Linked DNA regions of Ovis aries: region 1 is linked to region 2. A link is a contact called in public Hi-C data. All regions are on one chromosome and are shown on one strand. Each heading gives the region's core, a stretch centred on a gene start, on an enhancer-like site or on the middle of the called end of the contact. The rest is flanking DNA. Distances are from core to core; before and after follow the strand shown. Region 1 holds the start of MTERF1 (mitochondrial transcription termination factor 1). Region 2 holds the start of FZD1 (frizzled class receptor 1).

Region 1 (6,145 bases), core at 3,301-5,800, 550 kb before region 2:
AGGGTTTCAGTGTTTTATCTGTAAAAGAAGAGGACCGTGGCTCCATAATCTCAAAGCTCTTCTTAAAGTCTGAAGTTTAACGATTCCTAAAGAAGATTTTATTGTTTTGCATTCAGATTGTAAGATAGGTTGAAGATATAATATTTGTATACTTATGTACATAAATTTATGGGCTTCCCTGGTGGCTCAGTGGTAAAGAATCTGCCAGCAATGCAGGTGTCACAGCAGACACAGGTTCAATCTCTGGGTTGGGAAGATCCCCTGGAAGAGGGCATGGCAACCCACTCCAGTATGCTTGCCTGGAGAATCCCGTGGACTGAGAAACCTGGAGGGCTATAGTCCATGGAGTTGCAAAGAATCAGATATGACTGAAGCAACTTAGTAAACACACATACATAAATTTATACATTTATATATAATAATAAATATTAATTGGGATACAGGAGTTCCTTCTATGCAGTAATAGATTTTAGAAACTCACAAAAAGAGACCATTTCTAATTTTTCAGGACACAAAAAAATTTTTTTTAACCTGGAGGAACTGCAGTAAATAGTTTTACTTAGCAGGTAGACTGATGATTAACAAAGTTCCAAAAGTAAATCTTTACGCTTAAAAACCAATAAAACTGAATGTTAATTCAAGACAAAGTGATGACAACAAACCAGCTAAAAGTCACCTAAGGGACCGAGTGAAGATAAAACATTAATTGGTTTATTGGTGCAGAAATGGGATGAAGAAAATTCTACCACCATGCTCCTACACAGATGAGGGTAATGCAGGAAATTCCTCCTTGCAGCAGAATTCAGGATCAACCATCTCCCCAACTCTCCGTTTTTCCAAGGACTTATCTTTTTCCTTCAGAAGAAACTGGCAGTCTGATGATTATCTCATTAACCTCTGTATAATCCCTCTTCTGGGGTTAATAGTGATACTGACAGGACCACAAAGGTTTAAGGTGACAACTCCCCAGGGGACAAAGAGTGCACTGGTTGCAGAAATTAAATTCCTATTGAAACTTTTACTCATTTAAAATTTTTTATTATTTATTTTTTTGGCCCCACCTTGAGGGATCTATGCTTTCAGATTAGGGATCAAATCTGTGACCCCTCCGTTGGGAGAGCAGAGTCTTAACCACTGGACCACCAGGGAAATCCCCATACTTTAATTTAAATAGCCTAAATTCATTACAGTTTCAAAAGAACCATAAGTAATTTGCATTGCAAGCACTTGAAGCACTCTAGAATTGGTTCTGGGCCTGAAGGCTGACTGAATTAGTACTAGTGACCACTCTTCAGGATTTACCAAGTAGCTCATCGAGGAAAATGGGGCTGGAGGGTGAGATGCAGTGGGGTGGGGTGGGTTAGGGCGGCTGTTCACATGTGTTTCCCTGCACTAAACACTGAAGAAAAATTATGACCAACCTAGACAGCATATTAAAAAGCAGAGACATTGCCAACAAAGGTCCATCTAGTCACGGCTATGACTGGTCATAGCAAACACCCTCTTCCAACAACTCAAGAGGAGACTCTACACATGGACATCACCAGATGGTCAACACTGAAATCAGACTGATTATATTCTCTGCAGCAAAAGATGGAGAAGCTCTATACAGTCAAGAAAAACAAGACCAGGAGCTGACTGTGGCTCAGATCATGAACTCCTTATTAACAAATTCAGACTGAAATTGAAGAAAACAGGGAAAACCGCTAGACCATTCAGGTATGACCTCAATCAAATCCCTTATGATTATACAGTGGAAGTGAGAAATAGATTTAAGGGCCTAGATTTGATAGATAAGAGGGCCCGATGAACTATGGAATGAGGTTCGTGACATAGTACAGGAGACAGGGATCAAGACCATCCCCATGGAAGAAAAATGCAAAAAAGCAAAATGGCTGTCTGGGGAAGCCTTACAAATAGCTGTGAAAAGAGAGAAGTGAAAAGCCAAGGAGGAAAGGAAAGATATAAGCATCTGAATGCAGAGTTCCAAAGAATAACAAGAAGAGATAAGAAAGCCTTCTTCAGCGATCAATGCAAAGAAATAGAGGAAAACAACAGAATGGGAAAGACTAGAAATCTCTTCAAGAAAATTAGAGATACCAAGGGAACATTTCATGCAAAGATGGGCTCGATAAAGGACAGAAATGGTATGGACCTAACAGAAGCAGAAGATATTAAGAAGAGGTGGCAAGAATACACAGAAGAACTGTACAAAAAGTATCTTCACGACCCGGATAATCACAATGGTGTGATCACTAATCTAGGGCCAGACATCCTGGAATGTGAACTCAAGTGGGCCTTAGAAAGCATCAGTACGAACAAAGCTAGTGGAGGTGATGGAATTCCAGTTGAGCTATTTCAAATCCTGAAAGATGATGCTGTGAAAGTGCTGCACTCAGTGTGCCAGCAAATTTGGAAAACTCAGCAGGGCCACAGGACTGGAAAAGGTCCGCTTTCATTCCAATCCCAAAGAAAGGCAATGCCAAAGAATGTTCAAACTACTGCACAATTGCACTCATCTCACACGCTAGTAAAGTAATGCTCAAAATTCTCCAAGCCAGGCTTCAGCAATATGTGAACCATGAACTCCCTGATATTCAAGGTGGTTTTAGAAAAGGCAGAAGAACCAGAGGTCAAATTGCCAACATCCACTGGATCATGGAAAAAGCAAGAGAGTTCCAGAAAAACATCTATTTCTGCTTTATTGACTATGCCAAAGCCTTTGACTGTGTGGATCACAATAAACTGTGGAAAATTCTGAAAGAGATGGGAATACCAGACCACCTAACCTGCCTCTTGAGAAATCTCTATGCAGGCCAGGAAGCAACAGTTAGAACTGGACATGGAACAACAGACTTGTTCCAAATAGCAAAAGAAGTACGTTGAGGCTGTATATTGTCACCCTGCTTATTTAATTTATATGCAGAGTACATCATGAGAAATGCTCGGCTGGATGAAGCACAAGCTGGAATCAAGATTGCCGGGAGAAATACCAATAATCTCAAATATGCAGAAAGTGAAAAAGAACTAAAAACCCTCTTGATGAAAGTAAAAGAGGAGAGTGAAAAAGTTAGCTTAAAGCTCAACATTCAGAACACGAAGATCATGGCATCCAGTCCCATCACTCCATGGGAAAACTGATGGAGAAACAGTGGAAACAGTGTCAGACTTTATTTTTGTGGGCTCCAAAATCACTGCAGATGGTGATTGCAGCCATGAAATTAAAAGACGCTTACTCCTGGGAAAAAAAGTTATGACCAACCTAGATAGCATATTCAAAAGCAGAGACATTACTTTGCCGACTAAGGTCCATCTAGTCAAGGCTATGGTTTTTCCTGTGGTCATGTATGGATGTGAAAGTTGGACTGTGAAGAAGGCTGAGTGCTGAAGAATTGATGCTTTTGAACTGTGGTGTTGGAGAAGACTCTTGAGAGTCCCTTGGACTGCAAGGAGATCCAACCAGTCCATTCTGAAGGAGATCAGCCCTGGGATTTCTTTGGAAGGAATGATGCTGAAGCTGAAACTCCAGTACTTTGGCCACCTCATGAGAAGAGTTGACTCATTGGAAAAGACTTTGATGCTGGGAGGGACTGGGGGCAGGAAGAGAAGGGGACGACAGAGGATGAGATGGCTGGATGGCATCACTGACTTGATAGACACGAGTCTGAGTGAACTCTGGGAGTTGGTGATGGACAGGGAGGCCTGGCGTGCTGCGATTCATGGGGTCTCAAAGAGTTGGACACGACTGAGCGGCTGAACTGAACTGAAACTGAACTGTATGGATGTGACAGTTGGACTATAAAAAAAGCTGAGCACCGAAGAACTGATGCTTTCTAACTGGGCTGTTGGAGAAGACATTAGAGAGTCCTTTGGATTGCAAGGAGATCCAACCAGCCCTTCCTAAAGGAAATCAGCCCTAAATATTCATTGGAAGGACTGATGTTGAAGCTGAAACTACAACACTTTGGCCACCTGATGGGAAGAGCTGACTCATCTGAAAAGACCCTGATGCTGGGAAAGATTGAAGACAGGAGGAGAAGGGGACGGCAGAGGATGAGATGGTTGGATGGCATCACCGACTCAATGGACGTGATTTTGAATAAACTCTGGGAGTCGGTGATGGACAGGGAGGCCTGGCGTGCTGCAGTCCATGTTGTCTCAGTGTCGGACACGACTGAGCGATGGAACAGAACTGAACTGAAAGCTGAAGTGTTCGTCTACATCATGTTAATCACATAAATAAGCGTAATCAACCTATCACGCTGCAAAATTCATGTATATAACCGTGATTTTCACATTGCATTTTCACATTTACTAGGAGCAAGTCAGAGCCTCTGGCTGGGTGGCTGGAAGGCTCCGAGTCCCGTTCCGCCCCCTGAAATACTCCCAGAAGGCGCTCACTACGGTCTCCTGCTGCCCCCTGCCGGGACCCAGCGTCAGGCTATGAAAGGCTTCGCGCAGCTGCGGGGGAGAGGCGGTTCCAGACCCGTGACGTCATCTCTGTGCGCGGCCCGTCGCCGGAAATACTTCTTTCCACTTCCGTCCCTCTGTTTCTCGCGATACTGCAGAGGTGACAGGAAAGGGTTTTTCCCGTGCCCTGTTTTATTCCAGGTTGAGGTTGGTGACTCGCTCCTGCTGTACTTTTTCTTTTTAGAAGCGGGTCTGGGTGGCTGTGATGTGTTACTGAGTCCCATTCCCGCGCAGCCCCTGGCTCACTTTCCTCGTTGGAGGACGAGGGACGAAAGGACCCGCGAAATGGACCCCGTAGAAATAACCCGTAGAGTTTTTGAGTTACAGACTCGCGTCGGTTCGAACCTTGCTTCCACCAGCTAAGTCAAGCTAGTAAGGGAGCTCGGCGCTTTTTCTCATTTTGTAATTTTAGGAATAATGCCTACCTTTTAAGTAAGATAATGTGTGTGAAGCACTTAGTTCTGGGTTTTGCAAATTATGCTCGTGATTCTGCTGCCTTTTCCCTTCATTCTCGAGCTTGTACTTAACATTTTCTTCTCATTATCTCTGAGAGATACTTAGTATGCTGAAGATAATGCATTTTACGAAAACATTATGCACTGTTAAATGAGATTGATCTTTTTTTTTTTTTTCCCCCTGTATTACGGAGTCCTGACAGCATTTTGTCCTCCTTCCTCTATTTTTTCCGTTTCTAGGGACGACTGTTTTCCCGCTTTTTTGGAGGAACGCAAAGTCCTCTTGCCTTAAGACAGATGAGGTGAGAAATGCATTTCTGTAAAGATCTTCAAACTTAGCTCGTTTTGTCAAAAGACTAACTGTAACGCAGTACCCTGTAACCAGAGATTACCCATTTCCATCAAAAGTCCCCTTGTCCGGCGCATTGTGGAGCAGAGGGGCACATAAACCCACTTTTATCCCTTAGACCTAACAAGTACAGAGGTTTTCCATGTACCATGTGTTTGTTAACTTTGGCTTTTAACGCTTGCAATAATGGCTTTGGTAATTAAAAACGTCAATTTGAGAGACGGAAATAACTTGAAATATTATTTTTGAAATTTATAGTTAGTTGATACTACTTGCATTAGGCTGCTTAAAGATTTATTCACCATACTAGGTGTAATAGGACTATTTTGAAGGGAGATTGGGTGCTAAAAGACTAAAATAACATTGATATTTATCAGGTTTACCTTTTTTTGTGTTGAAACCTGAAAAATAACTTACCCTGTTTTTATCCCTTCCCTGTGTATGTATGTCCCTCTCCCCTTTTCATGTAAGTAATATTAGACTAGCCATACTCTTAAGCAATTTGCCAGTTAGAATGCCTAGGACATATTTTTATTGTGTTAGATCTGCCTCCTTTTAAAGAGTAGGCTGTGTAATGTTATATTGATGTGTGTTAGTCACTCAGTCTTGTGGGATTTTTTGTGAGTTCATGTGCTGTAGCCCACCCAGGCTCCTGTGTCCATGGAATTCTACAGGCAAGAATACTGGAGTGGATAGCCATTCCCTTCTCCAGGGGATCTTCCCCACTCAGTGATTGAACCCAGGTCTCCTGCATTGCAGGCAGGTCTTTTACTGTCTGAGCCACCAGGGAAGCCTCATTATATTGATGTACCACTATTTATTAATCATTCTACTCTTGGTGGCCATTTGGGTTCCTTCATTTTTTACTCCC
Region 2 (6,267 bases), core at 1,440-3,939:
CCGGTCATTTAAATACAAATATACTTACAAAAATCTTACACAGGCTATTTACAAGTCATAAAAGCATACAGTCCTGGTACCAGAGCAAAAAAGGTCTGTCCATCCCCCCCGCCTCTGGCAGTTGGGCCCTCAGGTCCCTGTGCACCCCCGGGGACAGAAGCTTTTGCAGGAGCCTTGTTAAAAGCAGTGAGTGGCTAGGGAGAGTAGCCAGACTTGGCCAGGATTCCATAGGGCCAGGGAGGCTGGGACCAGGCCGAGGGCTGGCGACCGGCTGAGTCCCGAGCCTCAGACGGTGGTCTCCCCCTGTTTGCTGTTGGTAAGCCGAGTGTAGAACTTCCTCCAGGAGTTGAGGGTCTTGCCGGACCAGATCCAGAAGCCTGACGTGATGCCCACGATGAGGGTCATAAGGTACTTGATCATGAAGACTGTGAAGTCGGGGCTCATGGGCGGGTGCGGCGGGGCGCCCCCCGCCTGCAGGTGGGGGCAGGGGATGGCATAGCTCTTGCAGCTCTGGGCCACCCAGCTGCGCTCCCACTGGTCCCGGAAGGCCTGCTCGTAGAAGTAGCAGGCGATGACGATGGTGGCCGGCACGGTGTAAAGCACGCTGAAGACGCCGATGCGCACCATCAGTTTCTCCAGCTTCTCGGTCTTGGTGCCGTCGTGCTTCATGATGGTGCGGATGCGGAAGAGCGACACGAAGCCGGCCAGGAGGAAGGACGTGCCGATGAACAGGTACGCGAAGAGCGGCGCCAGCACGAAGCCGCGCAGAGCGTCCACGCTGTTGAGCCCCACGAAGCACACCCCGCTCAGCACGTCGCCGTCCACCTGGCCCAGCGCCAGGATGGTGATGGTCTTGATGGCTGGCACGGCCCAGGCGGCCAGGTGGAAATACTGCGAGTTCGCCTCGATAGCTTCGTGGCCCCACTTCATGCCGGCCGCCAGGAACCAGGTGAGCGACAGGATCACCCACCAGATGGAGCTGGCCATGCTGAAGAAGTAGAGCATCATGAAGAGAATGGTGCAGCCCTCCTTCTTGGTGCCCTGCGCCACGGTGCGCGCCCCGTCCTCCGCGAACTTGTCGTTACACACCACCCGGTCCTCCAGCAGGAAGCCGGCGATGTAGGCCACGGCCACCGCCGTGTAGCAGCCCGACAGGAAGATGATGGGCCGCTCGGGGTAGCTGAAGCGCCGCATGTCCACCAGGTAGGTGAGCACGGTGAAGAGCGTGGAGGCGCAGCACAGCACAGACCAGATGCCGATCCAGGTGCGTGAGAAGCGCAGCTCCTCTGGCCCGAAGTACATGAGCCCGTACACCTTGGTCGGCTCGCAGGGGGCGCCGCAGTCCTTCTCCCCCAGGAAGTGGTAGTTGAGGTAGGAGGGCACCTTGAGGGCGCGCGGGCACGAGAACTTGCCCCGCGCCGCAGCGCCGGCGCCCCCCGCGAAGCCGCCGCCCCGGTGCCCTCCGCCGCCGTGCTGCGGGTTGCTAGTCCAGAACTCCGGCAGCAGCGAGGGCGTCGGGGTGCCCTTGTCCGACGTGTTCTGGCCCACGCACAGCTCGCCGGCGCCGTGCACCGGGAACTTCTCACACTTGAGCGTGTCGGGCCACTGGAAGCCGAACTTGTTCATGAGCGCCTCGCAGCCCTGGCGCGCGCGCTCGCACAGCGAGCGGCAGGGCGGCAGAGCCTGCTCCAGCACGGTGCACACGGGCGCGTACATGGAGCACAGGAAAAACTTGAGCTCGGCGGAGCACTGCACCTTCACCAGCGGGTAGAACTGGTGCACCTCGAGGCCCGCATCCTCCTGGTTCGTGTGGCCCAGCAGGTTGGGCATGATGGTCTGATTGTACGCGATGTCGGTGCACAGCGGGATGGAAATGGGCTGGCAGTAACCGTGGTCCGGTATAGAGATGCCCCGCTCGCCGTTGTACTGCTGCCCGCTCTGCTGCTGCTGAGGCGGCGGGGGCTGCTGCCCCGGCCCGGGCCCCTGGCCGGCCGCCTGCGCCCGGACCCCCAGCAGCAGCGGAGCCTCCAGCAGCCAAAGCAGTAGTAGCAGCCGGCGTGCCAAGCGCCGGGAGTCAGCCGGGGTGCGGCGGCGGCTGCCCGCGTCCCCGCTCCCCTCCGCCGCCGGCACAGTGCGGAGCGCCCCGGCACAAAGTTCCCAGCTCGCGCCGCCGCCGCCGCCGCCTCCCCCGGCGGCTCGGGACTTCTTAGGCGCCTCCTCAGCCATACTTTCTCGGCGCCGCTCGGCTGAGGCTGGCTGTCTCGCGGCGGGAGGATGCTCCCCCTGCGGCCGGGGCGATCTCCTCCCCGCCGGTGCCCTCCGTCGAGCCCGAGCCGTGCTCGGCCCGCTCCCCCGGCTCCCGCTCCGCGTCCCGCAGCCGCCGCCGCCGCGGAAACTTGCGATTCATGAAGCGCGGGCTGCGGGGAGAGCCCGGGTGGCTCGGGCGCGCCGAGGGTCGCGTCCCGCCTTCCTGGCCCTCTGCTGGCTGGCTCCTGGCAAGCGGCGCCGCGCTAGTGGCGGCGGCCGGGTAGAGCGCGCAACTCTCGGCAACCCAGCAGTCTCGGCTCCCCCCCGAGCCTCCGCCTCCTCCTCCGCCGCCGCCGCCTGACCATTTGTGTCAATCCCTCAACTCGCTCGCTCTCCTCTCCCTCGCGCGCCCTCCGACCGGTTTCCAGGCGCCCCGCAGTCTGTCTTTCACCAGAAGGGAGGAGCCTTGAAACCGACGCGGAACTGGAGGCTCAGGGATCGTCGCCCAATCGCTGCACTGGCTTCCCGGCGCAAAGGGCGCCCGCCGCCTGCTTCCCAGAGCGAAAGTCGGCGGCGGGCGGGAGAAGGAGGCGGCGGGAGGGGGAGCGGTGGCCGAGGCACCGCTCGGGCACAAAGAGTGGGTTTGCTATGAAGCGGGACAGGCTTGGTTGCTTTTGCTTTTGCGGAAGAAAGGGCGCGGACAAGTAGGAGAATGGTCCCATATGCTGCTGGAGATCATGAATAGGAGTCGGCCGATCGCGCGATTTAGCTTTTCTTTTATCCATTTTCGTGTTTAAAAATCCTGCTCTGAACGCTGGTTACAAACAGCAGACCGAGCACCTCGATCCGAACAGATTCCTGTGACTTAAGGAACGCACGGCTTCCTTCGAGTTTGTATCTGTATATTTATTTAAAATATTACTCTCAAATCCTAGAGCTCTCAGGCTGGGCTTGGCGGGCTTCGGGCGCGCCATTTCCCCCGAGAAGTTCGCCGGGTCGCAGTCAGATGAAGAAAAACCACCACAACCAAACACAAACTTCGATAGCATTTAAAAAGTAAAGCCAGACCTACAGTCCGCTGTTACTGTCTTTTCTGTAGTCAAACTCCTTTTTCTCCTTTTTATCAATCCAGAAACAGAAGCAAAGGGAAACTACCCATTAAATATTACGAGAGAAAAACTTCAGAGCCCTACTAGTCTCTGAAGGAGGAGAGAGTCCTGGATGCCTGAGACTCCAGAGGGGGTTCAGGGCAGAGCTGGGCTTGGGGGCAGCCTGGACCCTGGGGAGCTTCAGGGAGGCTTCCAAAGGCCGGTACGCCCACGGCTCCGGGGGAAGTGTGCAAGGGTCAGACCTGGGCCAGTTGGGTTGGGCTGCAGAGTGATCTGCCACTCAGATGCAGAACAGCGGGATGCCAGTTCAAAACAACAAAACAATTCAGCCCACTTACATCCTCGTTGTTGTTTTCCTGTAAGATATTTTCAAGTAATGGTCTAACCAGTGATTCGTTTTATCAATAAAATGCCACCGTATTATTAATTCTACCTAGGATTTGTGGGCCTATGATTAGACTGTCTCTTGGGATCCTCTTCTACAGTTATTTTCTGTCTTTTGTTTATCCATTCATTTTTTAAAATAAATACTTACCAAGCTCCTATTGTCCTAGAAGCACTGTTAGGTAGTAGAATACACAGATAGACAAGACCTGGCCTAGCCTTACAGGTAGGAGAGTGTAGCAGGGCACAGAGATGATCAGTTCCCTTAATGCACATCCCTAAGCTGAAGGAGGGGCTTTCCTGGTGACTCAGATGGTAAAGAATCCGCCTGCTTTGCAGGAGACAGGTTCCATCCCTGGATGGGGAAGATCCACTAGAGGAGGGCATGGCAACCCACTCCAGTATTCTTGCCTGGAGAATTCCATGAACAGAGGGGCCTGGGGGGGCTACAGTCCATGGGGTCGCAAAGAGTCAGGCACGACTGAGCAACTAAACACACACAAGCTCAAAGAACACACGAGAGCAGCCAGCCAGTGGAAAAGATGGGGAGGGATCTGATGGTGAGATGGATGGAAGATGCGAGAGACAGGAGCTCCAAAGTGCTTAAATTGCCAAAGGAGGAGACGGGGTGGGTGTGGCTGAGATATTATGGCAGGAGAAAATGTTAGCCCAGAGTCAAAGTTATGGTTTTTCCAGTGGTCATGTATGGATGTGAGAGTTGGACTATAAAGAAAGCTGAGCACTAAAGAATTGATGCTTTTGAACTGTGGTGTTGGAGAAGACTCTTGAGAGTCCCTTGGACTGCAAGGAGATCCAACCAGTCCACCCTAAAGGAAATCAGTCCTGAATATTCATTGGAAGGACTGATGATGAGGCTGAAACTCCAAGGCTTTGGTCACCTGATACAAAGAACTGCCTCATTGGAAAAGACCCTGATGCTGGGAAAGATTGAAGGTGGGAGGAGAAGGGGATGACAGAGGATGAGATGGTTGGATGGCATCACTGACTCAATGGGCATGAGTCTGAGTGAACTCCAGGAGCTGGTGATGGACAGGGAGGCCTGGCGTGCTGCAGTCCAAGGGGTGACAGAGAGTCAGACACGACTGAGCGGCTGAACTGAACTGAACTGAAAACATTTGGGCTAAATTTTACAGACAGTAGGGAGCTGTGGAGGCTGACTTTTCCCCACATGAGCGGGGAGTGGCTTCAGGGGTGGCTGAACAATATTGTTATAATTCATATCAGTTTGATATGTTAAGTTCAACGAAAATATAGCTTTTTCTTTTCTTTTTTAAACAGCAGTGCTCCTCAAAGTGTGATCTCTGAACTAGCAGCAGCCCTTGGGAACTTGTTAAAAATTCGAATTCTCTTGCCCCACCTAGGCCTTCCTGAGTCTGATATCCAGGTGAGTCTGATGCTAGACAATAATTGTTGTGTTCTTTTCTATACTGAACACTTTATTAAACATTTGATGTCAACTCCATTTTAAAATTGTCATAGTAGTTGATACTAAATGGTAATTTATATTTGGCCTGATCATTTGCTGTCTAATCAACTTGGTCACCAGATCTACGCAGTTGAATTGATCATCTAATTCCTGAGAATGGATCAGACCACCAACCTGCCAAGAGTTGAGATGACTGAACACAAAGCCTTCATTCATAAATCATTTATTAATAAATCGTAAAGCAGGAGACTCAACTGGAAGTAAAATTCTTCATTCTCATATAATGCATAGGATGGATCTTAAAAGATAATTCCATCTGGATAACATTCCCACTGAAAACAAGCTCAATTCATCAATATTCACAAATACTCTTAAGAGCCCCAGAGTTTTTCCGAGGTTTGCAGTGATTCAACCAGTGGCTTCAGGATGACTGGGGAAGAGGGAACCTGGGGCAGTGTCATTGGGGAAGCTTAAACATTAGTCTAGACAGTACTTCCCTGGTTGTCCAGTGGTAAAGAATCTGCCTTGCAACTCTAGTTTGATCCCTGGTCGGGGATTAGATCCCACATGAGGCAGAGCAGCTAAGCCCCCTTGCCAAAACTCAAGTCCATTCGCCTCACAGGAAGATCCTGGATAATGCAACTAAGATCCGACATAGCCAGATAATAAATTAAAAAACGAATATTTAAAGAAACAAAAAACCTATAGTCTAGATATAAAGAGTGGCTCAGTGGTGAAGAAGCAGCCTGCCAATGCAGGAGACACAAGAGCCGCAGGTTCAGGCCCTGGGTTGGGAAGATCCCATGGAGTAAGAAATGGCAACTCACTCCAGTATTCTTGCCTGGGAAATACCATGGACAGGGAAGGGGCAGGCTACAATCCATGGGGTCACAGAGTCAGACATGACTTGGCAACTAAACAGCAAAAGGGCACTACTTAAGGTGAGCGTCACTTGTACTGCACACTGACAGGGCACTGTGAATCTCATCATCACGTATGTTGGTGTCTCTAAAGAGTGTGCTGTTCTATCTTCGCCGGTTGAAACAAACTGACGTGTATTTGTCTCAGATACATATGTTA

What was found. Hi-C and Micro-C count contacts between places; a contact is called where the count stands out from the background.
Region 1: a contact with region 2 is called in a Hi-C map of tail adipose tissue, with 3 times the contacts expected there. The contact joins the promoter of MTERF1 here to the promoter of FZD1 in region 2. A contact is called at or near these places in 2 of 16 Hi-C or Micro-C datasets (hypothalamus and tail adipose tissue).

What each region holds. Positions count from the first base shown.
Region 1 is chr4:9,988,347-9,994,491 of ARS-UI_Ramb_v3.0, reverse strand. MTERF1 (mitochondrial transcription termination factor 1) reads left to right here and starts at 4,550. Exons shown (of 2, transcript XM_042249125.2): 1 at 4,550-4,617.
Region 2 is chr4:9,438,605-9,444,871 of ARS-UI_Ramb_v3.0, reverse strand. FZD1 (frizzled class receptor 1) reads right to left here and starts at 2,689. Exons shown (of 1, transcript XM_027968435.3): 1 at 1-2,689. The coding sequence starts at 2,226. The coding sequence ends at 286. LOC132659659 (a long non-coding RNA gene) reads left to right here and starts at 4,921. Exons shown (of 2, transcript XR_009600319.1): 1 at 4,921-5,145.